3 separate regions of the Sus scrofa genome follow, and regions 2 and 3 are each linked to region 1. The links are chromatin contacts, called in public HiChIP or PLAC-seq maps. All regions are on one chromosome and are shown on one strand. Each heading gives the region's core, a stretch centred on a gene start, on an enhancer-like site or on the middle of the called end of the contact. The rest is flanking DNA. Distances are from core to core; before and after follow the strand shown. Region 1 holds the start of PELI1 (E3 ubiquitin-protein ligase pellino homolog 1). Region 2 has its middle 24 kb from the start of AFTPH. Region 3 holds the start of LOC106507380 (proline-rich protein HaeIII subfamily 1-like).

Region 1 (4,977 bases), core at 1,106-3,605:
CATCCTTCTGCTTCCTTGTAGGAGATATTGTGGTTCTCCCCAGTCTCCATTCTTTTTCTAGGTAATCACCTCAATTTTGGGGGGGATATTCACACATTTCCATCACAGCTTTGGATCTAGAGTCAGGGCATATGGTTTTATCCTAAGATAACTAGCCTCATGCCATCTCTTGGCCACCATAAATCAATCCTTAAGGCTTCTGGGAAAGGAATTTTCTCTCCTTTCTAAAAGAGTTTTCAAAAACAATTCCCTCTTTCTCTTCTCTTCTGGATCTAGATGGTGAAACTTACAGCCACAAGAATTGTTGGCAACTGTAAAGCCAATACATAAGGAGGAAAAGCAATGGAACAAGAAACATGTCCTTATTGACATCACTGAGCTGATGAATCATGCAGCCCTGTAGCCCATCTTTTCATTGGACTTTCTGTTTAGGCAGGTCAATGTTGGGTTTATTGGTTAAGCCAGTTAGAGTTGGGTTTTTTGCTGCTTACAACAGAAAGCATCTTAATTGATAACTTCACCCCCAAACAAAGGTTGTTTAATCACTAGGTTCTATTAATTCTATTCCTTAAATAGTGTGATTTCCCTCAGTTCTGTCTTCTGCCACTGCTGATTCAGGCCTTTTTTTTTTTTTTTTTAATGCATAAAATGCATTTCTAAAGTGCATATCTTATCAAAATTTCATGTGCTTCCAATCTTGGCATGGCTTTCTGTTGCTTGTAGAAAAGAGCCTATATTCCTTAGCATATGGTACAAGATTCTTCATGATCTGTCTCCTTTACCTTTCACTGTCTCCTCTTGCCACTCCCTTCAATTCCACCCTACAACCAGCAATGCTGAACTCTTTGCTGAACCAAATTCTAATGCCTCTAGCACTTTGCTCTTGCTGCCTTCCACCTCACCCCCAGCCCCCCCACCCTCTGCTCTCACTCACTTCTCTTTTCTTCCTCCACCAAAGCACACAAACACACTAACTCCTAGTCATCCTCAAGTTTAAGCGTTCTTTGAAGCATTTTCTGAAACTGCCTGAGCCTGGGGTAACTGTGTGTTGAAGCACCTGGTGTACTTTCCTATTAAGGTATTATCACACTGAGTCTATTTATTTACCTGGCTCCTCTTTTGCACAGTAAGCACTTAAACAGTGTTTCTTTTACATTCCTGTATCTCTCTTTCTGAGAACTAATAAAGTACCTGAGGCGTAGTATATTCAAGAATGTTTTCTAAATGAATAATTATGTGGTCTGCAAACATAAGGATCCTTGATCTTGAAACTCTCTATCTGAAAACCTCAACTTTTCCTGTTTCTGATTTCTAAACATTGATCTTTTTTCTTCCAGAGTATGGGGTTCTAGGTGGGCAGAGAAGAAAAACAAAAGAGCTTGGACAGGCTGTCTTAAGTCCTCTAGAGATCCAATAACATGTTTGCCTTTCACCACCCTCTTCGGCCACTATTTACACCTGGGTGCCCTGTATGGGTGTAGCCCTAGCTGACCAGCCCAACAGCATACTCAGACAGTGGTTCAGACTTCTCTTATTGCTAATTGAAAGTTGCCAATGTATATACAGTAAACAATTTTCAACTTTTCACTTATCTTTTGAACTTATACTTTATGAAATTCTTATTTCTTAAAAATTCTAGGCCTTAAAATTTAAACGTTTGATTACTTTGCACCGATCAAGTAAGATATAGCGATCTTGATCCTGAGCTCTACCTTTGCTGGCCTTAAAGAAGCCAGTTAGATGTGACTTGAGCGAAGAAATTAACTATGGGAATCTGACAATGGATTTGTTCCTAGCAGTTTTATAACTTAATTGTAAAGTTATTGGAAGCAACTACGTTTCTACAAGTCTTAGGTTAAAAAAATAAACGGAAAAAACCCTTGAATTTAAGGCAGGGAGGGCTCCCTTGAGGGAAGGGAAATGGTTGTGATTCGGCATTTATGGCATAAAATTAAGCAGCAGGGAAGACCAAAATATGAAGAAGTCAGATTTCACTGAGCACTTGTGAGTGGTGAGGTTAGGAAATTGGGGGTGGAGCGAAGTAAGAAGGACCAGCTAAAAGTAGGATCCTTAACAGCACCATAACACAAGGAGGGCCTTGTTCAGCCAGCAGCCGCGCTGAACACGTTCCCTTCCTCAGTATGTCTGTGACCATAGTAACAGTGGGGCCGACCCTCTCCCTCCCGAGCATGCGCAGTGCGGAGCGAGCAGGGACTCGTCCTCAACAATGTACCCCTTTTTCTTCAGTCAGAGAACTACAACTCCCAAGAGACCGCTCGGCGCCGCGGCACCGCCTCCCTCTATGGCCCTGCCCCGTCCCCTCCCTCCGGCCCCGCCTTCCAGCTAGTCCCCTCCCCTCCCTCTGAGTGTGTGTCAGTGACCCAGAGGCGGAGTGAGGCGGAGGGACCGTCGGGGGGCGCCGCCGCTGCCGCCTCCAGCAGCAGCACTAGCCGAGCCGCGCGTTCGGGTTTGCCTCGAGCCCTCCGGGAGCGCATCACAAAGCGGGCCCCGCGGCTCTCCCTCCGCCCGCGGCTCGTCAGCGCTCAGCTCCGCGGCCAACTTCCCCTCGCCGGGCTCGGCCGGCTGGCGCGGAAGGCGGCGGCGGAACGCCGGGCTGTCTGCTCGCGCTCCCCGCGCACGCACACTTCACCCCCTCGCCCCGGGTCTCGGGGCCGTGCTGGGATTCCGGCCACCAGCAATTGTCCGGTGAGTGTGGCCGCGGCACGCCGCGGGAGGGGTCGACACGGAGCGGGCGAGGGGTGCGGGCCAGGCGGGCGCGCAACTTCCTCGGCGGCTTCCCGGGGCGGACGGCCGGGTTTAGGCGGCCAGCTTTCCCCGCCCGCCTGCGCGCCCCCGCGCCGAAGCGGAGTTTGCGGCGCCCTCATCCCGCGCCTTCGCAGGAGGAAGCGCCTTTGTCAGGAGCCGGCCCGACGCGCCCTCCCCCTCCGCCCAGGAACGGGCGCGCGGCGGCCAAGTCCGAGCCCCGCGCCCCGCGCCGGGCCACCAGCTGAGGGAGGGGAGCTTCGCGGGGGCGGGGAACGAGGTAGAATTGAAAGAGAAACAAAGGGGGGCGGAGGGCTTTTCTTTTGTTTGTACGAATCTGATAACTTCTTTTTCCTTCTTTACATAACACAGACTTCCAAGTTAGTCATTTTGTTTATTGTCATGATTATTGTCATCATCACTGCTTGTCCCTCGCGTTTCCTTTCATCTGTGGATCTCAGAGCACTTAAAAACACCAATTAGTTACACCTCCGGGGCCCCTACGAAACAAAGTTAATGCCCCGGTTTCCGTAAGTGGGTAAACTGAGGTCCGGAAGAGCTCGCTAATTGATGGATACCCTTGATCTTCCACCACGCCTGGTGTCTGAGGACCTGAAAGCATTTATGAGTAAGAACTGGTTCTTCAGTGCCCTATGGAAAAGTTGAAGATACTCATTTTACTTACAGGTTAACCGAAGTCTAAAAGAAGTCTGGGTAATTGTTAGGTAGTTGAAACAATAACTCTTCTTACACGATGTTTTGAATCTTAAAACCTCAAAGGACTCTTGAAAAATGCTACGAATGGGGAGAAAGAATACTGTACACCATAAACTCATCTCACCCATCTGCTTTTATTTTTGTACCTGCGGGTAGGCAAGACAGCAATCATGGGGGTGGGAGGGCAGAGATTTTTTTTAATGTAGGTTTAACAGATTTAGTCACAACACACAAGGAACTGTGTCTTGGTTTTAATAGCACCAACAGCCTTCCCATCGTTTAGTCATCAAATTGAGTGAGCACCTTATCCATAAGGTACTGGTTGTACAAAGAACCAGAAGCTTTAAGTGTAAGAAAAGGTCATCTATTTGTTTTGGTTCAAAGGCTGTGTACTTCTCTTATTCTACAAAATGCTATTTTGTTTGCATAGCAGCTGATCTTTTGTTTCACAACTGGCTTTGTCTTTTTCTACTTGAATATGTATTTCTTTTGTAATTGAGGAGAACCGTAAGAGGTTTTTTGTTTGCTGTTTTTTTGTTTGTTTGTTTTGCTTTTTTTTTTTAGTTTGCCTAGTAGTGTGAATGTAAATTTTTGAGTTGTGGAGAAGGTTCAGTTTCTTAAGCTCTTCTGTTTCCGTTTATGACCTTTTCTTTATAACCAACAAAATGTTTTTTCAGGGTGATCAGATTTACAGCTCTCAAAACATTGTCTTTCTTGTACAAATAAAGCATATGCATTTTTATGTTTTTTATTCACACTAACATCCTCTTCTAGAAGAAAATACTTAATGCTGAGAACAAGTTTGTTTATTTTGATAATTGATCCAGACTGGAAGGTACCAAAATTTTAAATCAAGCATCATCACTACTAGTTAGTTATTTCCTGAGGTGACTAATTGTCAGAATTGGAGTAACAGTACTTTCTCTTATCCTAAATTCTCCTGAATTTAATTTCGTATTTTATAGTTGCCCCCAGATTTTAGACTCTGGTGGTTCCATCAGTAAAGGGAAAGATGTTTATTTTGATAACCTGTCCTCTAACCTGACCTCTTTCTATAGTATGTTGAAAGTCCTCTTTCTATAGTATGTTGAAAGAAATCTTAAGTTTAAAACAAGCAGTTGAAAAATAGTTAAGGGTATGTATGGAAAGATGCATGTAGTGAAGTGGTTATAATGCTTCATCTAATAAATTTAAGACTTTTAAAGAGAAAACTTGTTACCTAGGTTTTTATTAGTGTTATGGAAGTGCTGTAATGTAATAATAGTAGTTATTGACTTGAAAAAAAAATGAGCTGGGAATTGTGCTTTAGTGGTAGATTTGAGGGGAAAGGGGCAAAAGTCTGTGCTCTCCTTAAAATTTTCATTTAAGTCACCTTACAGTTGGTTATGTTGAACTTTTCCTGTAGCATTTACAAGCCAGATTTACCAGACATTTGTATTTTAAGGAAGCTACTAACACAATGTCTTTATTCAGTCACTGGAGTCCAAAGGCGGAAGT
Region 2 (4,977 bases), core at 1,543-4,042, 290 kb before region 1:
AAGCTGGTTCATGTTTCCGAGTCTCTGCTTCCTCGCTTATGAAATGGAGGGGGTCAGATTAGATGAGCAGTAAATCCCTTTCCAGGATTTTAACATTTCAGAAATCTAACACATTTAGGGCTGCTGATTTGTGGAGTTCAAACATTTTTGACTGCAGACAAACTTGGCTCCTTGGAGCCACATGCCACTCTTGGCCACCAGCAGCCCCTCTGATGTATGGTGTCTACTGCTCCCACCTTGGTTGTTCTGATCATGTGTTCAGGACTGGCTCCTATAGGGAGAGGCACTTATAGTCATTTTCTAGTATCTCCAGATATGTCCTCCAACACGATCCTTGCTGGTACATTTTTCTTCTTCCTGACCCCATCTCCTGTTTGCCTTTCCACCTCTCTTGTTCCACACCTCTCCAAAGTCATATTTATTTCATCTGCAGCAGTTAGATATGTTTAGTAGATCTTTCATGCCAGGACCCTATTGTGTGTCTAGATGGTTCTTTCTTTCAATTTTCGGTGGGATGGGAAGGAGCATTATTTTATCATCTCAGGTTAGAAAGCTACATTATTTTCTTGAAATCATCATAAGAGTCTGACTCTGAGTTCCCATTGGCAGGGCTGGAGAGAAATTCAGTCTTCGTCGTTCTGAGGGATTCCTTTCCTCATCCCAGAAAGGTCACAGGGTTCTTATCCAGAGCAAAACATTTGGAGGGGGTCCCCAGTTCGGGGCCCCCAGTTCAGGGCAGGCTGGCTGCTGTGGATATACTCATTTCTCCAGCTCATATAGCAGCCTGGTAACTGGTAGCTGCTGGGCAACACTTGGCCATGAAAATAATAATAATGATAACACCTAATGTTTATGGAATGTCTTCTAATTTTAGTCTCCAAGTTCAGCCATGCTGCAAGTACCTGCCTAGGCTCCTCTGAGTGGAACAGACTTGTGCAAAGCCCACCTCCCAAGAGGAAGTGGAGCTCCCACTGCAAATGTGAAAAAGGACAGTCCTCCTATTACTAGCTGATCTCCCCCCAGTGCTTTTTCAATATTTTCAGGTGCGGCATTCAACTAAAGCCTCTGTAAAAATGACTCCTCCACCTTGGGTGAGAAGGGCAGCTTCTCCTTTGTATAAAGTCCCTTTCCGCCCTGTCCACCTGAAAAGGGGCAGAAGAGCATGTGTAGTAATGTCTTGAAACACAAGAGCACTGGACCTGTTGCAAAGGCCATAATAAATGGAGAGGTACAGGAGGACCCTCTGTGGCTGAGTGCAGCACTTAGAAAAGGGGCTGATCAATTTACCAGTCTTTGAGAGAGAGCTGTGTCTTCAAGGTATAATCTCTTGGGGACCAAACCCCTCTGATGATGTTAACAAACATTCTCATATTAATAAAGATACTATTCTCCCCCCCCCTTTCTTGGTGTGACCTTGCCAGGGATCCAGCCTGAGCCACAATAGTAACAATGCCAAATCCTTAACCTCTAGGCCACCAAGGAACTCCTTTTCTCTTTCTCCTCCCCTCACCACCCTTCTAGAAAATCAGCATCTGGACATTTCGAGGAGAGGAAGGCAGAGCATCTCCTTCATTCCAACCTGCCAAAAAGACACTGGCACTTACCAGCAAAGACATCTATCTGTACCCCATGACCCCGCAGAGAGGGAATGTGTTTTCCTCTTTCTGGTGGCTTCCTACCTCTCTGTGATTGACAAGTAGTTACAGATCCTGGAGATTGATAAAAAACAAAACCAAATCCTGCTGTGATCCTTTCACAGCCGGGCCCTTCCTGTTTGGTCTCTGAATGAGTTGCAGGCAGGACTATGGCAATCGCAAAGGAGAAGGCTGAAGGGAACATCAACGCCGCCCCCCCAAACCCCCCACCGCCCGCCCAAGACAAGACGAGGGATGGAGAGAGACCCATCCCGTGGGTCTACAGCTGCCGGTACTTCAGGCACCGGCGTGGGAGAGACATACCGGCGAAAGGAGAGAGCCCCCAAACCCAGAGCAGGTAGGTCTTAGGAACCCTGGGAGAGTCACCTTCCCTGGCCTCCCTTTTCCTCTGGTGTCATCTGGGAGGCACAGGGGAGAATCCCTGACAGGATTGTCTTGGGCAAACCACACGCCCTTGCGCCTCATTGTTCTTATTTGTAAAGGGAAGGGGTATGCAGTAGGTACCTCTGAAATGCTGTGGTTCTGAGGCTGATATGAGGCAGGAGAGACGAAGTCTCGCGAAGCCAAGCAATCTAGAAGCTTCTGGAAGTGGCTACGCTGCTCGCTCCCGACCAGTGGTTCTCGAACTTGAGGTGTATCAGAATTCCCTGGAGGGTTTGCTAAGGGGGGACTTAGCACTCCCAGAGTTGCCTTTCAGTAGCACTAGGGTAAGACCTGAGAATTCACCTTTCTAACAAGTTCCCAGGTGCTGCCCCTGCCGCTCGTCTGCGGCTCACCTGTCGAGCAAGCATCGCTGCTCTAGTCTACCTCCGCCCAGTGGAAGGAGGCTTCTGCGATGAAGGTCACCTAGGAGGAGCTTAGGAGTGCCCCCTTCAGGATGCGTACCTTTTCTTCCCACCTGCAGGGGGCAGCCTCGTTCTGCCTCAGCCTAGACGAAGGACCAGGATAACAAGGAAGGTAACTCCCGATTAAATACGCCCATTTCCTGAAAATTCTAGATAGACGCTAAAGTTACCCACGGGCCTGAGTCCGAGCCCTAGACAGGGGAGCTCTTTTACTCTGAGTTGTTCCCAGCCTGGGCTGGCGAGGGCTCTACTACCGAAAGTGGGCAGCTCTGCTGATGCCGGACTCCCGGGGCAGGGAGTGCGCTTCATTCGCCTGAAAGCTCACCCTGCTAGCAAAGTGCTGCCTCAGCGTCAGGGCCCAGGAAATGTTCCACGGAAGAACAAATTAATATTTGTTTGAAGATCTGTGCAAGAACTAGTGAGAGAGAAGGGCAGAAAATGATGGAATGAATTTTAAACATGGTCAGTCTAGCAGGAGACACTGACCACTGTTTCAGAAAACGAGAGCGTTTTCTGAAGCTGGGTGATTCTCCCTCGTGAAACAGCGCAGGGCCTCCCAAAAGCTGCAGCATTCGGCGGAGCAGAAGGCTGCAGGAGCAAAACCTGCCAGAAGGGGGCGCCTCGACATTTCCTCCTCGGAGTCAGCCCCAAGCAAGGCATCCGCCAGTCCTTCCATTATCTTAAAAAAAAAAAAAATTATACTGCAGGGTGCCTCAAACTTTTATTTAAAACAAGGTGAAAGTAAATAATCAATATAAAAAAAACCCCAAGCTGAACAAAAGCCTTCTATTTGTGCAGCAAACAGCCTATCAAGTCCAGAGGGAGGCAGTAACTGCCATTCAGAAGGAAGCTGCCTGGCCAATAGACTTGCCCAGTGTGGAGGAGGAAGACAATTTGGGGGCAAGGAAGAAGAAGCAGCAGAGGCTCTGACATGGGTAGAAGGTGTTTGGGGTGGGGAGAGAAGACTAGTCTGCTTGGAAAGGACTCCTCTTCCCTCTTCATCCTTCAGGCTGGGAGGTCTGATTAGGGCCTGAGGATGATCACAACAGTCAGAATATCTACCCTGGTGTGCTCAGTTTCCCACTACCGCAGATTTCTGCCCAAATTCCAGATATTTAGAACATATGAAAGTGGTATACGCCAGGCCCACTGTCAGTAGGAGAGGCCTCCTAGGTGGGTCTCTAAGGGTGGCTCTAGGCCTGTTCTGCCCCATTCCTACAGTCTCAGAGTTCCTCTAATGGCCATAGTGATCATGCCATGGGGCGAGATCTGCATGTAAGACCGGCCGTGGACGTGAGACAGAGCAACCTCACAGGATGCAGCTGGAGGTCAACTCACAACCAACCATTGCGGCAACAAGTGACCCTCGTTAGCAACATTATCTGTCCCCTGCACTTGTAGCAGGACACATCATGATGTGGCACTTTTCACTAAAGTGTTCCTCATGCTTTTTATCTCTCCTTTTTTGCAGAATGCTCCTCCTCCTATGTTGTTAGTCTGCTTTGGTGGTGTCATCATTCACAAAATCTCCTAAACAAGAAACTTTCTAGCTATTTATTTTTTATTTTTTTACTCTGTGCCACATTCAGCCAGCCAAGAAATCCTAATTATTCTATCTCTTAAATAATCTCTATCCTCTCTCCTCCACAGTCACTGGTTAGGATTCATCTGGATGGCTAGTCACCTCTGTTTTCTCTAATTCCATCCTCAGCACTGATTCCAATGCTCTGAAAGTCATATTTGATGATGAAGTTCTCTTGCTTAAAAACCATTGGTAGCCCCCTGAGGCCTACACAGGATGAGGACACATTGCTTTTGGGAACCAGGCTTGGTATAGCTAAACAAATGAGATGGGGACAATGATTGGGGGTAAGAGAGTTCCACTGAATTCCTTTCATGTAAGAGGCCACCCACTGTAATCCTGAAAGCCCCACTATGCCCTGGAGTTGAATCCCAATCAACACAAGGGATTGAACTTTGCATTTAAAATCTTTTGTTCCCATTATTCATGCCACCTTAGGCACGAAGGTTTCTCATTTCCTACCCTGCTCTCCTTATAGATTCCAAAAGCACTTGCATTGCTTCCCTAGGATCTACACAAGTGAGAAATGAAGTGCCACGTGGTCAGCCCTATGTAGTCCAGCAGACTGTCCCCCAGAGGGCCTTTCTGTAGTCGGGTGGGTACAAAATTCAAACTAAATTTTCCCTTCCAGTCCTGCCCAGCTTCTAGCTGGAGGAAAGAATGTGGTCTTAGAAGGAGAGAAATTTTCTCTTTTCACACAGGCCCTTGTCTTATACTCGCCTTAGAAAAAATACCACTTTTTCTGAATACTCACACACAAACGCTGCCTAGCTTCTTATAAAAACTGCTGCTTCTGTGTTTTTGTCCTGAATATCTGCATTTTGGGGGTGGTTGGCTCTGGCCACTGCATTTGACAAGAGCTGACAAGCAACCGCTTGTGGATGTCACGGATGCT
Region 3 (4,977 bases), core at 1,362-3,861, 290 kb after region 1:
AATATCATGAAGTGGCACAAGCTAAGTGTCAGTGAGTGGAAATATCAGTAAGTGCTACAGCAAAGAACAATTTGATCTGCTACCCAAAAATTAAAAAACAAAAATCCCAACCCTTAAACTTAAAAAGTGATCTGTGGAGATAGTATAGTCATTAGCCAATAAGGTTTATCACTTCTAATATAGCAGACATGTTAATGAAACAAACACATGGAGACTTTATACCTGAAGTACAAATTTAAACAACAATACACGGGAGCACAATTGTGTTGAATTTTTCCTCTGAGGGGAGAGGTGTCATCTTTTAGTGCAAAACTGCCAATTTAAAAGGAAAACTACCAGAGTTCCCCTTGTAGCACAGTGGTTAATGAATCCAACTAGGAACCATGAGGTTGTGGGTTCGATCCCTGGCCTTGCTCAGTGGGTTAAGGATCCAGCGTTGCCGTGAGCTGTGGTGCAGGTCACAGACCCGCGGCTCAGATCCCACATTGCTGTGGCCCTGGCGTAGGCCGGTGGCTACAGTTCTGATTAGACCCCTAGCCTGGGAACCTCCATAAGCCGTGGGAAGCGGTCCTAGAAAAGGTAAAAAAATGAAAATAAATAAATAATTAAAAATAAAAGGAAAACTACCATTAGAGCAAAATTGGATGGCAGCCAAATGCAATGCTAGATTGAATCAAGGAAAAGCAGTCTGAGTAAGTCAGTAGTTTAGTTAATAGTAAAGTACTTATGATAATTTCTTAGTTTTGACATACGTGCAACTTTTCTATAAATCTAAAATTATTCCAACGTAAAAATTTTATTTTTTTAAAAAGTGGCTGACAAGGGAAAGGAGTAACAATACACACAGGTATTCCCACTTGATTTAGAAATCTCCTGAAAACAGTTAGTCATTAACAGCAAAGGATGTGACAATTAGTCAATTCTCTGTAAGTTCTGTAAAGTGTAAACAAGGAACACCTGGAGTTCAACTAATACTATTAACTTTTAAAGAGAAGTGACATGTCCACTTTTCTCTAGTATATTCCTACAATATTGGCTTTCTGGTAATTAAATATTGTTGCTGTTGCTACAAAACCAGCAAACTTCTGACAATTACCTCCGCTTTCTATTCTTGCCTAAGATGTTTATTCAATATGAACATAAAAAGCATCTCTCACCACTTACAAGGCATAATATGAATTTAAAAGTCTAATGACAACTGACATTTCTGAGCTTAGTGCTAAAAGCAGACATGAGTGTCTCAAATGCTTTCATAATAATGCAGGCAAGTCAAATTCTCTTTATTATATACAAAACTGAAAAAAGAGTTAATAAAGTACTTTAAAACCTACTAGGGTATTTTCATGCCCAGGGTCAAATGATAACCATTACTGGCACAATTTTTTAAGGTACATCTACATTTACTGACAGTCTCAAAAAGTGGTTGTGAACTTTACTAGCTGTGTGTTCAGCAAGATGGCTGAAGCTTTCACACTCTGGGGTCGGAAAGAGAAGGGTTTACTTGCATACCACAAGGCAAGTCCTATGCTACAAATTAGTGACAGAGGTTTAAGGTAGCACCAACTTCAATGTGTTCACATTCACAGACGTATACACAATGTTAAAGCTCAACTCAGTTGAGTGGCATTCCCTAACCCTTTTTTAAAAACACACAGAATTTAGAGGGCAATTTTCAAATTTCAAAGAAACCTTAATAATCCTCCAGATTTCAAAGAAGGAAAAAATAAATAAACACAGCAATGCAGCAAAGTCATTTCTCCTACTGAAATGACCTCCAGCTTCTAGGAGCTACTCCCGGTTTCGCAATAAATGAATCTGAGACTCAAACCACGTACACACCAATGGAGAAGCTGAGAACACTAAAGCTTCCCCAACAGTCCTGGCAAAAACCCACTTGCCTCTCCCCAGCCCTCCAGTTCTTCTTCCCATCTGCACCCACAGAGTTACCTTGACTTCGACCAAGAAAAGAGAACAGGGATTAATCAGCAGCCAAAATCCTGTTTTCTCATTTTCAGCCACTATCCTGGGGAGCCAGAGTGCTACTAACCTGATTCCAGGGAGGCAGAACTAAACGCAGCAGAGTACCAGGGTATAAATTATACGTATCTGAAACACCAACCCAGCCAGCACTCAAGACAGCTCAAATGTCAGTTTAACGAAAAGGGTTTTGCAAACAGTATCTCAAATGAACATTTCCACTTTGAAACCACCCACCAACCTCTCGACTGTCAGTACCCAAATTCAGTACTACTAAAGTAACCCGGGAGATAAGAAGCGTGTCTTACCTTGTACAAATCTCGACATTTTAGGGATTTATTAAAATACTCTGGCTTTTGTATATATATTTAAATTTCTAGAGGAGTCACGCTATAGAGCGGGTCTCTCTTCCACCTCTGCTTTAACAACCGACCGACGAGTTCTTTCTCCTCTTCCAATGCTTAGCCACTTATGGGAGTATTTCTTAAAAGCGACTAAAACTACCTCAAAAAAAAAAAAAAAAAAAAAAACCACCCAGGAGAACCTTCCCCACTTCCAAAAGACAGAAACTTGGTGCGACTGAGTCTGCTTGGAACTCCAGCCCACACTGCACCCCAACACAAATGAGGGCCAGATGGAGACTCCCGGAAAAGGTAAAATCACAAGAACTTAAATTTCATCAATGAAAGAGGCGGATCTAGAGCAGCTACTTCACCGCCCCCGGGTCCCCACGCCCTCCGGGGCCGGACAGCAGCAGGCAAAGGCGGGCCGCGCCCCCGGTTCCCCCTCCCCTCGCTGCCGTACAGGCTCCGGCCCATTCCCCGGAAAACTCCGGCCAACTGCAGTCCCCGCCCAAACAGGGGTCGGGAGGAGGGAGAGGGGGCAAAGAGGCGCAAAGAGGGTCCATGGAACCATTTCTACCAGCCCATAAATATCCCGGGACTAGGAGGTGCTAAAAATTCCGTGCGCGGGCGTGCAAGGGCCTCCCGGCGCCCCCCTCCCGGCTGCGAGTGGCGGCAACACTGCGGCGGCTTTTTCCCGGGAGGGGCCGAAGGCTCCAGGGCCCCTCCCCCTCAGAGGACACTAGGGGGCCACCCGGGAGGGGAGAACCCGTGCGCCGCCCCGAGTCCGAGGTACAGGAGCCCGGGAGGGCCCGCCCGGACTACTGCACATTCTAGTCCCTCCTGGCCGAACCCAAATTCGGCCTCTGGGGCCAAACTGTGGGTCAGGCAGAGGGGCTCTAAACGCCTTAGAGAGGAGGAACGCACCCGCCCAAGGGGTGGTGGGAAGTCCGCCCCGGCCCCTCCCCAAACCGCCTCGGAGACCCACCTTCCACCTCCTCCTTTAGCAGCTGAGAACTTGGGGGCGTTTATGGCGCCCCCGGAAGAAGGTTCGCAGACTGAGAGACTATCACCTCTGCGGCACCCTTCTCTCTCCCCTTCTCCTTTCACACATGCACACCTCCAGCCTCTCGCCAGTGGTCGCAGCCCAGCTACTGAACCCCCTCTGTCCACCTGGCTGCGGTCTCGCAACACCCAAAGCCCCCCCTTTCTCCTAAACACTTCCCCTCCCCCTCCATTCGGAGCAGCCCCCCTCAATGCGGAAATGTCCCCGCCGCGCAGACAGATAGGAGCAGCCACCAGTCAGGAGCCGAGGCGGATTCAGGCCCTGGCCAATGAAATGTACGGAGGTGGCAGGGGGCGGGACGTCTGCGGCCTGAGGGAACCCAGCTGAAGTGGGCGATGATCCCGGCGACGGATCCCGTGTGTGAGAGCCCCACCTCCCACGACTGGGAAAGGGGTGTTCCACCACTAAAACTCCAGCTTTCCATGGATACTTCAGCAAGGGAGAGAACCTGAAGCACCAGTGGTTATTTTTACAGTGCTTAAAAATGTTTCGGCTTACCAGAGATTGAAGATGCCTATCCTGTGGCTGAAGCCAGAGCACCCCACTGCAACTACTCAACAACTTGAGAGAGCCCAGGCCCTTTTCTGTAGACACAAACTATTCACACACCTGGTCTTGGGAGGGTGAAGATGCGTTAAGAAGAAAGCAGTGGGATGTGTGGGATCCACAAACAGGAAGAGGCTTGTAGCGCATTAAAGAAAATGCCAAGTGAAGGCTCTCACCCCAGAACCACCACCCGAGTTCCTATTCCTGTAGAGATTTCCACTGTAACAGGCGTTAACTTTTCTAATCAAAGTAGAAATGGTTTAACTCTCAAGAGATGCTCACCTTTTAATAGATTCTTGAAGTCCTCAAGGAAAGAGAACAGCAAAAGAATGTTTGCAGTGACTTGGGGACGGCAAGAGGGCCAGCCCAGCGCCCGCTAAATCACAGCTTGTATTGCCAACTCCCTACCTGTAAGACTCATTGCGCCTGTCACTGGGTGTATCTCAGACTTTACAATTTATGACTCAACCCGCCTGCAACAGGATAAATGAATTGTCAGTGCTCTCTTTAGTTGCCTCCCGTAAACCAAGTCCATCTTGAAGAGTTTGAGGCATTGGACAACATTAATCAACCAAGGTAAAGTGAGAATTTTTGAATGACCCATTCTCTAAACACTTGATTTTTCTGGTGTTGCATATTTGTATGGAAGTGTTACTAAACTAATACAGGCAAGCCCAGTGATTCATTTGGGTGGTACTGGAGAATAACCCTTGGCACTATATTATGTGAAATCCCAAAACATCACACACCATCTCTCAGCTATAAAACTAATTTCCCCAAATAAAACCAAAAAAGTGTCTAAAATCCTCGTGTATACATTTTAATAACAGCATTTGGAGACTGAAGATCTTAATCAGTCTCTACACCCTTTGTATACAATATAGAAATTGTTCCAGCACTAAATAAGCAGTATTTATTCATCAGTGTTAACACCAAAGTAAAATACAGCCAACAGATTTGAGCCCCATAGGGTTGCTTGGTTTGCAAATGATAAAGTTGAAGAGTATTGAAGAGTCTTTAGTTATCCAAGGTTTGTTATAAGGATGA

The links. HiChIP or PLAC-seq counts read pairs in DNA pulled down with a chosen protein or histone mark.
Region 2: a contact with region 1 is called in an H3K27ac HiChIP or PLAC-seq map of alveolar macrophages. The contact joins the enhancer-like site here to the promoter of PELI1 in region 1. A contact is called at or near these places in 1 of 5 promoter capture datasets (liver), 7 of 47 Hi-C or Micro-C datasets (embryonic fibroblasts, fibroblasts, heart right ventricle and 3 more) and 2 of 2 datasets of contacts at active chromatin or transcription factors (alveolar macrophages and skeletal muscle).
Region 3: an H3K27ac HiChIP or PLAC-seq map of alveolar macrophages shows a contact between it and region 1. The contact joins the promoter of LOC106507380 here to the promoter of PELI1 in region 1. A contact is called at or near these places in 3 of 47 Hi-C or Micro-C datasets (embryonic fibroblasts, heart right ventricle and liver) and 2 of 2 datasets of contacts at active chromatin or transcription factors (alveolar macrophages and skeletal muscle).

Annotation. Positions count from the first base shown.
Region 1 is chr3:77,738,105-77,743,081 of Sscrofa11.1, forward strand. PELI1 (E3 ubiquitin-protein ligase pellino homolog 1) reads left to right here and starts at 2,356. Exons shown (of 7, transcript XM_021087454.1): 1 at 2,356-2,706.
Region 2 is chr3:77,444,634-77,449,610 of Sscrofa11.1, forward strand. No RefSeq gene overlaps it. Among named protein-coding and RNA genes, the nearest start is that of AFTPH, 24 kb to the left of the region's middle. Within about 2 kb of position 2,793, at least 46 of the 83 cell types and tissues checked have an H3K27ac peak or open chromatin away from gene starts, as enhancers often do. A contact at or near this core is called in alveolar macrophages, embryonic fibroblasts, liver and 3 more, where this site is marked.
Region 3 is chr3:78,028,152-78,033,128 of Sscrofa11.1, forward strand. It overlaps LOC106507380 (proline-rich protein HaeIII subfamily 1-like), which reads left to right and starts at 2,612. Exons shown (of 2, transcript XM_013987892.1): 1 at 2,612-2,630; 2 at 2,684-3,711. The coding sequence starts at 2,612. The coding sequence ends at 3,711. It overlaps UGP2 (UDP-glucose pyrophosphorylase 2), which reads right to left and starts at 2,482. Exons shown (of 10, transcript NM_213980.1): 1 at 2,286-2,482. The coding sequence starts at 2,304.